Linked DNA regions of Mus musculus: all the other regions are linked to region 3. The links are chromatin contacts, called in public promoter capture Hi-C maps. All regions are on one chromosome and are shown on one strand. The core of a region is the stretch at or near the end of the contact, and the rest is flanking DNA. Distances in the headings are between cores, read along the strand shown. Region 1 holds the start of Josd2 (Josephin domain containing 2). Region 2 holds the start of 1700028J19Rik (RIKEN cDNA 1700028J19 gene). Region 3 holds the start of Klk13 (kallikrein related-peptidase 13).

What was found. Promoter capture Hi-C pulls out the DNA fragments that hold promoters and counts their contacts.
Region 1: a promoter capture Hi-C map of embryonic stem cells shows a contact between it and region 3, with 2.5 times the contacts expected there. The contact joins the promoter of Josd2 here to the promoter of Klk13 in region 3. A contact is called at or near these places in 1 of 39 promoter capture datasets (embryonic stem cells) and 1 of 484 Hi-C or Micro-C datasets (embryonic stem cells).
Region 2: a promoter capture Hi-C map of hippocampal neurons shows a contact between it and region 3, with 2.7 times the contacts expected there. The contact joins the promoter of 1700028J19Rik here to the promoter of Klk13 in region 3. A contact is called at or near these places in 5 of 39 promoter capture datasets (cranial neural crest, embryonic stem cells, hippocampal neurons and 1 more), 1 of 484 Hi-C or Micro-C datasets (embryonic stem cells) and 1 of 9 other capture datasets (adipose tissue).

What each region holds. Positions count from the first base shown.
Region 1 is chr7:44,465,027-44,469,479 of GRCm38.p6, reverse strand. It overlaps Josd2 (Josephin domain containing 2), which reads right to left and starts at 1,500. Exons shown (of 5, transcript NM_001205071.1): 1 at 1,290-1,500; 2 at 511-673. The coding sequence starts at 656. Aspdh (aspartate dehydrogenase domain containing) reads right to left here and starts at 4,045. Exons shown (of 7, transcript NM_026690.1): 1 at 3,945-4,045; 2 at 3,246-3,390; 3 at 2,925-3,009; 4 at 2,667-2,816; 5 at 2,375-2,595; 6 at 2,147-2,301; 7 at 1,729-1,837. The coding sequence starts at 4,008. The coding sequence ends at 1,794.
Region 2 is chr7:44,233,602-44,237,819 of GRCm38.p6, reverse strand. 1700028J19Rik (RIKEN cDNA 1700028J19 gene) reads left to right here and starts at 1,698. Exons shown (of 5, transcript NR_029436.1): 1 at 1,698-1,751. Gm36864 (predicted gene, 36864) reads right to left here and starts at 1,651. Exons shown (of 5, transcript NM_001378657.1): 1 at 747-1,651; 2 at 139-407. The coding sequence starts at 1,474.
Region 3 is chr7:43,711,063-43,715,807 of GRCm38.p6, reverse strand. Klk13 (kallikrein related-peptidase 13) reads right to left here and starts at 3,241. Exons shown (of 6, transcript NM_001039042.2): 1 at 3,104-3,241; 2 at 1,926-2,016. The coding sequence starts at 1,977.

The DNA.
Region 1 (4,453 bases), core at 251-2,750, 760 kb before region 3:
TGGGAATGGGGAGAGAGATTCAAGAAAGTTTCTTACAAAAGTGATGGTTGAAATTGTGAGGCGCAAACAAAGGGACCAAGAAGGGGAAAAAAATGCCTTGTGTAACATGGGAACAGCCTGTTGGAGGCCTAGGAGTACATCGAAGGATGAAGCTGCAGAAAGGTAGGCAAGGACCCGAGCACACAAGGCCTTGAGTTCAGCCTGAAGGCCCGGGGCTAGTCCCTAGGAGTTCTGGGGAACCAAAGAGGGATAGAAGCAGAGGAGGGGGCAAGCAGCTGTGGGGCTGTGTGTAGGACGACCAGGAGAAGAAAAACAGACAGCTGGGAGGTTGTGACAGAGGCTCAGATAAGAGAGGTTGAGGCCAAAGCTGGGGCTGAGGCTGTGAGAAGCAGCAGGTGGGAGGGCAGGCAACAGCTCCTGGATCGGAGCCTTGGCCCTGCTAGGGTCCCAGGAAGGCTCCCGTGCCTCTCTGAGCCCTGCTCTTCCAGGGCGGGGAACAATGGCAGTCACCTCTTGCAGATTTCGTCGGCAGCCTCCTGGCTAAAGAGCTGCTCTTGAAGGACGTTGTTGAGAGCATGGACAGCACACAGCTCTAGCCGCTGCCGCTCATGATACACTGAGGGTGGACTCGGCCTTGCTTCCGGAGCCTGAGACATGCCCTCCTCAGCTCCTGCTGCGGGGTGGGACAAGGAGGTGTTAGGCACCTAGGATCTTGCTCATTCGGTTCTCTAGATTCCTGGGTCCCTGGGCAATGGACATTGAGATGGGCACTGGGGCTAGCTTAGGAGGCCGTGAGGCCCTGACCCTATTTCCCAGGCTGTCTCCAGAGCACAGAGACACCTTTTGAGCCCAGTCCTGGGAGTGGGGGGAGTAGAGGCTCTCATCTGCTCACCTGGCAATAGAGACCCACCCCCACTACATGTCTCCAAGCAAAAGGGTCCTGATCATCATCACCTAGCAATGGACTACCACCCCTTCTGTCCCTAGGAAACAATACCTTTTTAGTTCCCAAGCAACAGAACAACCCCACCCTCTGGGTATCCTGGTCCGTTTTCTGATCACCTAGCAATGGAGGACTCCTCCTTTCCCGTCTCTGGGTAACAGGGTCTCTTCTGGTCGCCTAGCAACGAAAGACTTCCCCTCCTCAATAACCAGGGTTCTCGCCTCCCTTCACCTGGCAACGAGGCCCTCTACCAGTTACTAAGCAACAGGAGCCCCCACCTTTTCCTGTCACCTGGCAACCAGGCACACTCCCACCCGCCTTTGCTTGTCGCCCGCCTGGCCCTCACCCCGCCGGCCTTTCTGCTCCCCGGGACCGACCGCTTTCGCATTCCCTAGGCAGCGACCGGGTGGTAGCACGCTGACTGAGCAGGCGAAAGGGACTACAGCTCCCGGCGACTTGCGCGCGCCGAACTGCGATTCCCGAAGGCCTCCGTAGGGCGTCTAAATAGGACGCGCAGTCCGGAAGTCCTCCGGGGCTGCTCTGCCGCGTGGGACTACAACTCCCATCGGACAAAGCAGCCAGTTCTCGTTCTCTCCCAGGGCTCACTGCTGCCTAGAGGTTTCTGGGAGTTGTGGTAACGAGTGATCTCGCGATAGCTTTCAGGGGGCTGGTTTGTGTATGAGCTCGCACGCTGCTGCTATGGCGTCATACTCAGTGTGTAGCTGAAGCGTGACGACATAGAGGTGGGGACAAGGAACCAAAGAGGCCAAAGAGAACAGTGGGCTGAACTCTGATGTTTACTGGGACCCATAGTTGTCAATATGACAGTAAGGGTAGTAGGGGAGGAGACTCAGCAGAGGTGGATCCCAGGTCTGGAGGTGAGCTGACAGCAGCCTGTGGGGAGAATGAAAAACTAGGATGACAACACAGACACATGCAGGTGGCCATGGTGGACGTGGGTTTTGGAAAAGGTAATGTGGTACAAGTCAAGGAGGATACTCAGAAAGAGATGTGGCATGTGGATGTAGAGACCTAGAGGGGGACCCAGATGCTGAGAGAAAGCGGGGCGGGGAAAGAGAGGCTCATAGAGCCTGGGAGTGAGAACTAAGAATGAGAAAAGACAGAAAACTGGGGTTGGGACACCCAACATGTGAGCTCTGCCGAGCACAAACGCCAAGGGACCCTTGGAGGGGCCTGCCGCACCCAGTAGGCTGTGCCAGAAGGCTGTAACAGTAGCAGAGCCGGTGACAGCGCCAGGCTGGGCTGGGTTCTCTCTGTGGGTGTGCACGGCAAAGCTGCGACCTGAAGGCCCTGGGGGTCCTAGCAGCTCCACATCCACCACGTGCATGTCGGTGAGGCTGCAGCCGGCAGAGAAGTGCAGTCAGTCCACCCGGAGTGTACACAGCTGTGCCACCTACGCCCTGTGCTTACCTAAGGTCAGCCACAAGCACCCCAATGACACGGTCGAAGCCTAGACTGGGGGCAGCCAGGGCAGCAGCTGCCATGGTGTTAGAGTTTCGGGGGGCCAAGGGACAGAGCCCACGCACAGGGCCCTCATAGAGCACTGTGCGGGGCCCACTACTGTGGGCTGCAGCCAGGGGTCCCTCCAGCCGGAAGCCATCAGGATGTGTGGCCATGGTGACTCGAAGGCTCTGGAAGCAATGGCAGGGTCAGGAGATTGAGACTCTTACATGTTCCGTCTGGCAGCCCAGACAGTCCTCACCTGGAGGCCTCCGGCTGCATCCAGTCTGCTGATGTCTTCACTGCCCCATAGGGCCCCTCGGGCCACAAACACAGTGTGGCCCCAGCGCTTTGAAGCCTCCAGGAGCTGCTGCTCTGTGGTCTGGTCAGCCAGAGCTGAGGGGGATCCCACCTTGGGACACGGATGGTAGAGAGAGGCAAGGCCAAGACCCAGATTACTGCTGGAGGGTGGGATGCAGCCAACACAGAGAGGGACTCACTGAGGGGCAAGGAGGCTCACCAGGAGGTTTGCATGGCGAAGGATTTGTGCCCCAGATTCATGGATTATTTTGGGGTGGGCCACTTCTACCACAAGGTCAGGGTGCCTAGGAAGAGAGACATGGAGGGGGAGGGCCTTGGAGAAGAGTCAGGTCTCCTGTCTCCCAGGTCCTCAGGGTTTGGAGGGATAGCACTGCTTACCCTGGCTGAGGGAGGGGAGTGGGATAGTGGGTGCATTCTAGTTTCTCTTTATATGCACTGAGACTCAGAAAGGGTCAAAGGGTTGTCTGACACAGGGAGGCAGGAAGCAGCTTTGGGGAGGCTCCTTCTGTGGGGCGCTGACCTTTCCTCAAGGGCAGTGAGGTCTTGGAGCTGCAGGGCAGGGGGCACACTCCCTGCCATCCGTCCAGGGTCACGGTTCCACACAAAAACAAGTTCTAGGCCCAGTTCTGATCCCTGAGCCAGAAGGCGGGACACAAGGGACTGTCCTGCAGAGACAGGAGGGCTAGGGATCCAAGGAAAGGAGAGAGACCCTCCCCTCCTAAGTCAGGGAGATTGGGGGTGGGGGGGGGTCAGGGACCTAGAGACAGAATACAGTCAGAAGCCCAGAGAGGAGAGGCAGACAGACACACAGACAGAATACATAGAAACCTAGAAAGGAGAGACAGAGATGCCCCACATACACAGAGACACATACACACAGAGACAGAGACACAAAGACCCAGACACACACACAGAGATGAGAGCAAGAAGAAAGACAGACAGAAGATGGGAGAGAGAAGAGGGGAAGGTGGGGGGGGGGAGAGACAGAGACAGACAGACCTTGGAGACCCAGAGAAAGGACAGAGACCTAGAGAGAGGCAGATACCCAGAGATAAACACTCTCTCAGAGGGAGAGACACAGAGAGACAGAGGGAGGCCCAGTGAGTGGGCAGAAGGCAGGCTGGGCTGGCAGGCTGGGGTGAAAGATAGATGGAAGCAAATGTTTCTGGAACATTAGGAACAGGGCATAGAAAGAGACCCCAGGCCAGGTCTTACTCACCCAGGCGGCCATAGCCCACCACCCCCACCTTGTAAGGAACTTGAGGGAGCGTACTGGTGGCCATGGTCTTTAACAAGGTACCCTGCTGTGGGGGATCTGCTGTGCTTGCTGGCCCCTGTACCAGGCCTGACAGTGAATGAACTTTGGACTTTGACCCCTGACTCTCTCCACTGAGGGAGGGAACAGGATGGGGAGGGTGTCCTTTTCCAGCCCTCTGCCCTCCTGCTGGCTGGCATGGTGGCTTGGAAGCTAGGCCTTGCATGGCCCTATGTGCCCACTACCCCACGGCCTCCTGAGCAGCCCACATTCTCCCATTCCTGCTGAGGTAGAAAATTCCCTTTACAGCCCCCCTCCTCAGTCTGGCCAGCAGGTTGTCATGGAGACTGCATTTTCCTTGGGATGGGGGAAGAACTGGGGACAGGAATTTAGGTCTCCCACCAAGCCCCTTACAAACCTCTTGATCTCCTTTTTTTCCCCCCTCTAAAGTCTAAGTGGAAAGGTCTGGCTGG
Region 2 (4,218 bases), core at 449-2,948, 520 kb before region 3:
GTTAGTGACATCAGGCTCTTGGTCATGAAGACATTGTGTGGGTATCAGAGTAACCTCAGGGGAGAACTGTTCTTGACGTTCTCTGGGACAAGGAGGAGACTTGGGTCTCTGGAGGGATGAGGATGGGGCCAGCCTTACATGCATTCTTATCGTATTCATTCATGCAGGAGATGTCAGGGCACCGCATGAAGAAGATGGTGTCAATGGAGATGGTTTGGGGGCCAGCGGGGTCGCCTGGGGGTCCTAGAGGCACTCGGAAGTGGATCCAGGGTTTCCACAAGGCGATGAGGCTGAGCATCACCATGCCGGCCACAGTCAGCACCAGGCTAAGGTGCCTGCTGATCTTCTTGGCTTCGAGCAACAGCCTCCAGCCTATGGGAAGCAGTGTCCAGCATTTGCTCTGAGCCCTGTGACAGATCATGTGACTGGCGTCAGTCAGCAGGAAGTCCATCTACCCTATCTAGTCACCCCACAATCCTTCAAATCCCACCTGAGAAGCCAGACTTGGTGGCACAGGCCTTTAGACAGCACAGACGACAGAAGCAGGAGGATCTCTGAGCTCAAGGCTAGCTTGGTCTATGTAGAGAGACCCCGAGACCCCATCTCAACAAAAACAAAAACGCGTATCTTTTATGTTCACCCAGGGATTCCTCTACCCATCGCTACACCCCCAGTTTCAAGTGCAGTTGTAGAGCTCCAGGCTTGAATATGGCCCCCCTCCCACCCCACATCCTTCCTGTACTTACCTACTAGAGTTCATTATAGTAGAAATGTTGGACAGTTTTGAGGTGCTGCCTAGCATACTGTGATTAGACAAAGAGTCATCTGAGAACTCTTTCAAGCTGTCCTTGGAGTCCCAGACAAAGGACTCGAAACTTCTGATGCTGGCCTGTGGGCTCTGGGTTATGGACGGGGGGACATCCACACTGGGCCGCATTTGTTTTTTGTTGGGGCTATATGACTGGGGTATGGAGGGGTGGCTTTCAGTTTCCATTTGTGAGCTGCGAATTTCTGACTGGGCACTGGACAGGGTATGAGCGCTTAGGATGCTGAGCCGGCGATTATGGTTAAGGGAAGCAGACTCTCTGGAACTGAGCCATCGATTGTAGGCCACAGACTGTATGTCCTGTACATTGGACTGGGAACCCTGAAGAAGGGTCTCTTGAGTACTTAACCTTCGAGGGAGAATGGTGGATGGGGATGAACTCAGTGTACTAACCCTGCGAGGGAGAAAGACAGATGCTGGTGGTTCCTGGATGCTAACCCTTCGGGGCATAGGTGTGGACGTTGACGGTTCCACATTGCTTAATTTGCGAATGTGGATGATAGGCAAAGGAGTTTGCGTGTTAGTCTTCTGACCTTGGGTGGCATCTAGGAGGCTCAAGGTCACTTTCAGAGAGTCTTGCATTTCATTTTGCCTGCTGCTGGGAGCTGCTGTCTCTTTGCTCTGGAGGTCAGAGGAGTTCTGGTCCATGTTGAAGAGCAGGATGGGGCTAGTCTCTGAATGTACTCAGTTTACATTAGCCTCTGCTTCCAGGCACTCCCAATGGCTTCCTGGATTAACCTGTCAGTCTGGCTCTAAGGCTATGTGTCCCTCTATCTGTGGCTCCAGCTTTCTGTCTCTCTGTCCCCAGACAGCACTCAGGGATTTGGGCTAGGTAGCAGTTGGGGGTGGGGTGTGTTCTATGACAGTTGGAGGGGTTCCAAGAGGCTGCGGTTGGCCATGGCCTCAGACACCACCGTAAGCCTTCGTGAGTGACCCTGCTGTTAGGGCTGGGCTAGTGGGGACTGGATGGAGTATGGATTGGGTAGGACAAGGTGACACTGGGTTAATGAAGGTCTGAGCTAGGCCTGGCTAGATCAGGGTGAGGCAGGACAGAGAGTCTGGAAGGCTTGAGATCTGAACTCATAATTCCTTTTACCCACACACGTCTTCCCGTCAATTCCCAGGGCTGCTCTGAACCATTTCTATCTTTTGTACCCATATTTGCCTCCGTGCCTCTCTCTGCTTATTTTCTTTCTCATCTGTTTCTCTTCCTTTCCCTTCCCTGAAGCCTCACACAAGACTAGATCTGCTTCTTGCTTTTGAAGACTTCCAGTCTGGGGTTGGTGGGGGGAGGAGAAGGACCCAGCCACAATTTGGTAAGGACTAAGGCAGACAGGCAGACTTCCCAAACAGGAGGGAGTTTCAAAACCCCTTTCCCAAGGAGGGTATGATAATACATGTCTGCAGTCCCAGCACTCAAAGGCAGGAGGATTACACTGAGTTTGAGCCCATTCTGAAAGTTTGAAAGAGGCTGTTTCAAAATAATAACAAAAACAATGGAAAACATTCTGTTCTTTCCCCAAATTTTCATTTGATGAACACTAGAGGATTACTCACAAATTTTATATGTTTTTATATAAATACCTGCATTGTTAGATTTTTATTTATTTTTTACATTCACTTGTTTTAAGATTTAGTTATTTATATTTTCATTTTATGTATATTGGTGTTTTGCTTGCATGCATGTTTGTGTGAGAGTGTCAGATCCAAGCCGGGGCTGTGGTGGTGCACACCTTTAATCCCAGCACTTGGGAGGCAGAGGCAGGCGGATCTCTGAGTTCGAGGCCAGCCAGGTCTACAGAGTGAGCTCCAGGACAGCCAGGGCTACACAGAGAAACCCTGTCTTGAAAAACCAAAAAGAAAAAAAAAAGAAAGTGTCAGATCCTCTGGAACTAGAGTTGCAGACAGTTATGATCTGGGAATTGAGCCCAGGTCCTCTAGAAGAGCATCCAGTGCTCTCAACTGCTGAGTCCCCTCTCCAGCCTCCATTTATATTTCCTTGTGTGATGTGTGAGTGCTTATGTGTCTGTATGTGCACTATGTGCTTGTAGAGGCCAGAAGAGAGTGTCAGGGTCTCTGGATCTGGACTGCTAGGTAGTGAGTGCTGAGAGCGGAACCCTGACCCTTTGCAAGATCCATCCCTGCTCTTAACTCTGAGCATACTCTCCAGCTCCTACATTTGTGTGTGTGTGTGTGTGTGTGTTGGTGGTTGAGAACCACAGGGAATGTGTGGAAGTCAAAGGATAAATTATGAGAGTCGGATTTTCTTCCACCATGTGGGTTTGTAGGGACTCTGAGGTCATTAGCCTTGGTGGTAAAGCTTCCACCTGTTAAGCCCTATCTTGTTAGCCTCTAATTAATTAAGCAATTAATTAACTAATTAATTGTCTTTCTATCTAGCCCTGGCTATGCCTAATATCACTATGTAGCTCAAGTTGGCCTCAAATTCAAGACAATCCACCTGCATCAGTTTCTCAAGTGCTGAGATCATGAGTAGGTGCCACCACAGCAAGCTTGGTCAGATTTCAGTGATTGTGTAATATCGAGAATCCTAGTGTTAAATCTTTTGTTTGCTTGCTGTTGGGAGACAGGGTTTCTCTAAATAGCCCTGGTTGGCCTGGAACTCACTCTGTGGACCAGGCTGGTTTCGAAATTACAGAGATCTCTCTGTCTCTGCCTCTAGAGTGCTAGGATTAAAGGTGTGCATCACTACTCCTGGCCTTAGTAAATGTTAATTTTTATTTTAAAGGCCAAAGGGGATTTTAAAGATGTGCCTGATTATATGATGCATTCTAGTTTAGAAGGTGCAAAAACTGCATCACAGAGCAAGGTGTGGTAGTGCCTGACACTCAGGAGGCAGAGGCAGGCGGAACACTTTGAGTTCAAGGCCAGCCTGATATACATAGTGAATTCTGTCTACACACTAAAATCTAAGAGCAAGCTATATTATAAAATGGAGTGGAATGTGATATATCCCATTGTTGAGATATTTGTGTGACTACTAATAATTTGCTTAATTTCAAAATGAAGCAACAGCGGCTTAAATTGTAAACACTTGCTGGACTAGATGGCACACCCCTGTAATAATAAGACTCAATGTGCTAAGGCAGGAGGGTCACCAGAGTGTTGAAGTCAGTCTGGTCTGCATAGTAAGTTCCGGGCCAATACTGAAGTCCTATCTAAGGGGAAAAAAGGCAGCAAAAGCCAAGTCAGTGCAATGACTCAGCTGGAAAAGGCACTTGCAGTCAAACCTGAGGGCCTGAGTTCATTTGATGACGATTGGAATCCACATGGTGGGAAGACAGAACTGACTCGCTAGGTCTGACTGCTAAATGAGTTCTAAGGCACTTATGATCCCCCTTCCTGACTACAAAAACATACAAACAAACAAA
Region 3 (4,745 bases), core at 1,992-4,491:
CAGCCCAGCTCCTTGGGAAACTAACACAGGAAGATTGCAAATTTAAGACCTGCCTAGGGTACAGAAGTTCAAAGCTGACCTGAGGAGCTTACTGAGACTCTATCTGGAAAAAAAGTAAAAAGAGGCCCGGGAATGTAGGTCAGTCATACAGGCTTCCTTAGTTCTCATGGGTCTCTGCGACCGATTCTCAGTACTGCAAGAAAGTGGGGAAGAGGGCAGGAAAGGAAGAAAGGAGGGAAACTAAAAGGAACCTGTATCCCCAATTTGAGGTGGTTCAACAAATAAGCAGACTGTTTTGTTTTCATGTATATATACATATGTGTATACACATACATTATATATTATATACATTATATACATTAACATAGATTATATAATATCCAAGTGAACATTAGTGTACTAAGGATATATTACAATATTTATAGTCCTAGGGATTGATCCTAAAGCCTTACCTCAAACATACTAGAAAAGCACTAGACCCCTAAGCTATATCTCCCGCCAATAAACCGCACATTCATGCATACACACACACAAATAAGTAAATAAATAATATAAATAAAGAAAAACAGGAAACTAAGCAAAATTGCTGAATTCTAAAAGCCCTTTAGGTCAGAGGTTCTGCAGACAGCCTGCTGGAGCAGGGCACGGTGGACCGGGTGGACAACTGGATTAGTATCCTGGCTCAGGTGTGGCAGTGTCTTTGGGGCAGGATCCTTCTGTCCCTGAGTCCTGGAAGTAATTACAGCACACCTACCTCATCAGGCTCTGGAGGGTTCCACAAGACGCAGCATGTGGGGCTCCTGGCACCAGGGTGAGGCACCAGGAGGGGCAAGGGTGTGAAACCTGGGTGTGGCACCAAAGCAGGGCAGCCACCCCATCTCCCAGTGAAGGCTGGTGCAGGGTGCTAGGTGCTGTGGACCCTCCCCCTTTAAGTCAGAACAAAGCCCCTGGGGAGGCCTCCCAAAGCCTCCATTACATATCTAGGCTCCTGATAGATTCCTCCTTACCTCATAATGGCAATTAAGTATTAACTAATTATTTGGGTAGTTGTTTCACTAATGTCTGCACAGCTCCCCCCAGATATGCTGCGGATGCCACAGGCAGGCAGAGTGCTCAGTGTCTACTGCTTGTTCCTGGCAGAATAAGTGAGTGATGCATGCATACCTGGGGTTTCTCAAGAGTGTGTATGGGATGGCAGAAAAGGAGCTGGGCTTGTAGCTCAGCTGGTGTGTGCCTCGTACCCACACAGGCACCGGGTCCATCCCCAGCACCACATAAACAAAGCCTGGTAGCACACACTTGTCTCCCTTAATGCTGGGAAGGTAAAGGCAAGGCCATCCTCTGTTAGATAGTGAGTTTGAAGCCAGCCTGGTCTGCAGGAGACACTATCTCAAAAAGCAAACATCAAAGCCATAAAGAAAATAAAAATCCACGACTTTCAGAGCCCTTTCTGTCACTCAACAGGTAAGTCCCTCTTCTTATCCAGAGCAATCAGTGTTGCAGAAAAAAAAAATAATTGTAGGTGCAAGGACCTTCAGTTTTGCTCATAGTAGCGTTTGTTAATATTTGAACCCGTGCACTTGTGAGCTTCCTGCTCTCAAGGAGGCCTTGAGTGTGCGTTGGGGGCGGGGTGGGGAGGGGGACTAGGGCGGATGCAAAGAGCCAAGAGAGTCAGAGAGAGTTGGGGCTTCTCTAAGCTGGGACATCTCTGGGATCAGAGGTGAAGGCACTGGTATTGGTGGGCTGACCCCAGCTGGGAAATCAGGTCACACACGACTAGGAGGAAGCTAACAGGGTGTCCTCCCTGGCCTCGAGTGGGCGTGGGGCGGAGCGCGCGGGTCCCACTTCCCCTCCCCGTGGCCTGACCCTTCCCACCATTGACTTGAGTGGCTTCCCTGCCTCCACCCCTGTGCCTGAGTACTTACCTTCGGACAAGGCCAAGGTCAGGCAAGCGATGGTAGCCACTAGGGGCCACATGATAGCTCCGGGATGGGGGGTGGGCAGGGTGGGCGGGGCCTGGGTCGAGAGGCTGAAGTGGGTATTGCAAAGCAAGCCCGGAGACTGAAATTCTGTGCTTTGTAATCTTGACCTTTCCAGCTCTATTCACTCTGAAATCCCTGACCCTTGAATCTTGCACTCTCCAACCCCACTGTGTGTGGGACACCTCGGGAACCAGTGGAGGTGCAGCATGCACTCCTCTGAGGTCCAGGACCTGCCATCACCTCATAGAGGTGACCCCTTCTTCCTCTGCACTCTGAGAGCTGGGTCCAGAGAGCATTCTCTCACCCATCACTCCTTCCCCGCCTCTGACCCCATTATCCCCTCTCTGGGCCTGCCCCGGACCCTGGGTCTCCTCCCTGGCGTCTAGTCTTTCTGCATGCTTAGGCTCCCTGCATCTCTGCAAGTTTCTGTCTCCACCTGCGCCTCACGCTGATTCAGCTGTCCTGTATCCCCGACTTCCCATCCCTCCTCCTTTCTCCTCCTTCCTGTCACCCTCCAACACCCCTTCCCCAGGCCTCTGCCCTTCTCCCACCCAGAAACCCTACCTGAGTGAGGGGCCAACTTCAGCTGCCAGCTGCCTAGAAAGTTCAGCTCTGACCCATGGCTTTTAACCCCTGAGCTCCCTCCCCCAGCGCGCGCACCATTTCCCGGTGCAGGCTCCCCCTCTCCACCCCCAATGGCTCAGCTTGTTGTTGACAGGCACCCCCCAGCCTGGGCTCGGCCCTCAGCTTGGAGGCGGGGCTTCTGAGACAAGCTGGGACCCAGATCTGGCCCCGCCCAAGCCCAAATTGAACCCACTGTGAACCTTCCTGTGGCAGAACCAGGCCATAGAAAGGGGAAAAGCCCACTTTCCTTCTCAAACTCCTCCCGCCCCCATACTCCTCGCCATTCGACACCTCACTCTTCCTCACCTCGGCTCTCAACATTGTGCAAACTCTTAGTCTGCCCCAGCTCCCAGATAGCCATCACTGAGCTGTCTGTCCTAAAATGCCATTTTTACCATAGGGTCACCCCCCAGCCTATCTCAACGCCAGTCTCTTCCCCGGAGCAATCCTAACTGATCTCTCAACATCAAAACCAGCCCAGCCAGTGGGAGTCTCACCTCCAGTCTTTTTTCTTCTGAAATTTAAGGTGATGACCACATATGTTCGTCACCTCTTTCCCAAGACACACGCCACCATAGGTGCCAGGCCTAAGAGTGTATCAAGTGCCCCTGGGCTCCTGTCAGGAAGAGTCTGAGCCTGGGAAAGTAGTTTGAACTAGGCAGCCTTTCTGGAGCAGAGTTGATGGAGTGCAAAGCAAGGTGGGTGGAGAGGGAGAGGGCAGGTGGGGGAGGGGAGGGCAAGCCCGGATGGGATGGGGTGGAGGAAGAGGAAGGAGGAAGGGATGGTGTTTAGGGAATAAGTAGGTGGCTTCTGGAACTGTGGCTAGGTGGGGCCCCATGAGTTAATCCCAGGGGGTGGACGGGGCAGGATTAGGGATTAAGAAGGACAGAGGTGGGGTCAAAATTTGGAAACCAGCCAAGGATGGGGATCCAGTGATGTTTGGAAAGAGGGAGCTAATAAAGATGACATCATTACAATAGAGGCTGATGGGGTTCACAGGATGGGAGGTGGGGCATTAGCAAGTTCAGTAGTCTAGACCAAGGGAGTCAAGATTTGAATGTTGAGATCAAACCTAGTGGTCAAAAATTAATTTTTAAAATAAGGTGTTGTGGAGCTGGGGGTGTAGCTCAATTGGTAAAGTGCTTGTCTAGCATGCGTGAAGCCCTAAGTTCCAAATCTGTGTCGGGGTACACACGTGTAAGCCCAGCATTAGGAGGGTAGAGGCAGGAGGATCAGGAATTCAAGATCATCCTTTGCTGTTTGATGAGTTTGAGATCGGTATGGACTTAAAAAAGAAAAGGAGAGAGAGAGAGAGGGAGAGAGAGAGAGAGAGAGAGAGAGAGAGAGAGAGAGAGAGAGAGAGAGAAACCTCACAGCAAGAGGAATAGGCAATAAGCAATGCTAATAAGAATTTATAAATCAATTCTTTGCTCATGCTTAGAGGCACTGCCACCTAGCAAATTTCATTTTAGTGAGTTTAAAGAAGAGTGTTTGCATTGCTACCAGCTACCCACAGTTTAAAGTTATAAAGTAGCACTTTGTATCACAGGGCGTTACAGCACACTTCTATCATCCTAGATACCTGGAGAGGCTGGGCCAGGAGGATAGAAACTTCAAGACTGATCTGCATTGAAGAGTGAGTTCAGAGGCCAGCCTTAGTGTGCAACTTAGCAACACTTTGACTCACATGCAAAGTATGAAGAGGACTAGGGGCGTGACTCAGTGGCAGAGCCTCTGCCTAGAATCCCCCAGTGAGGGACTGGGGATGTGGCTCAATGGTAGAGCCCCTGCCTAGAATCCCCCAGTGAGGGGTTAAGGGCACAGCACAGTGGTAGAGCTCTCCTGTAGCAGAGGAAGGCTCCATCCATGTTCAAGCCCAGCACTGCTCAATGTTGTAAAGAAGCTTCTCAAAGACAATAAAACAGATGCAGAGATGTCCTTAAGTCAGGGTAGTGTGATACCAGGTTATGTTTGGGGATAGGGTTGGGTTGCAGATGGGAGGGACATGGAGATAAGAGTGCTGATAGAGTCCTGTTGGGTTAGGGTGGGCTGGAGGGCAGGATGGAGGACAGGATGGTGAGATGGTTGGGATAGTCTCGAACACCAGTAATGAGAACTAGATACAGGCTGTGCATCTGT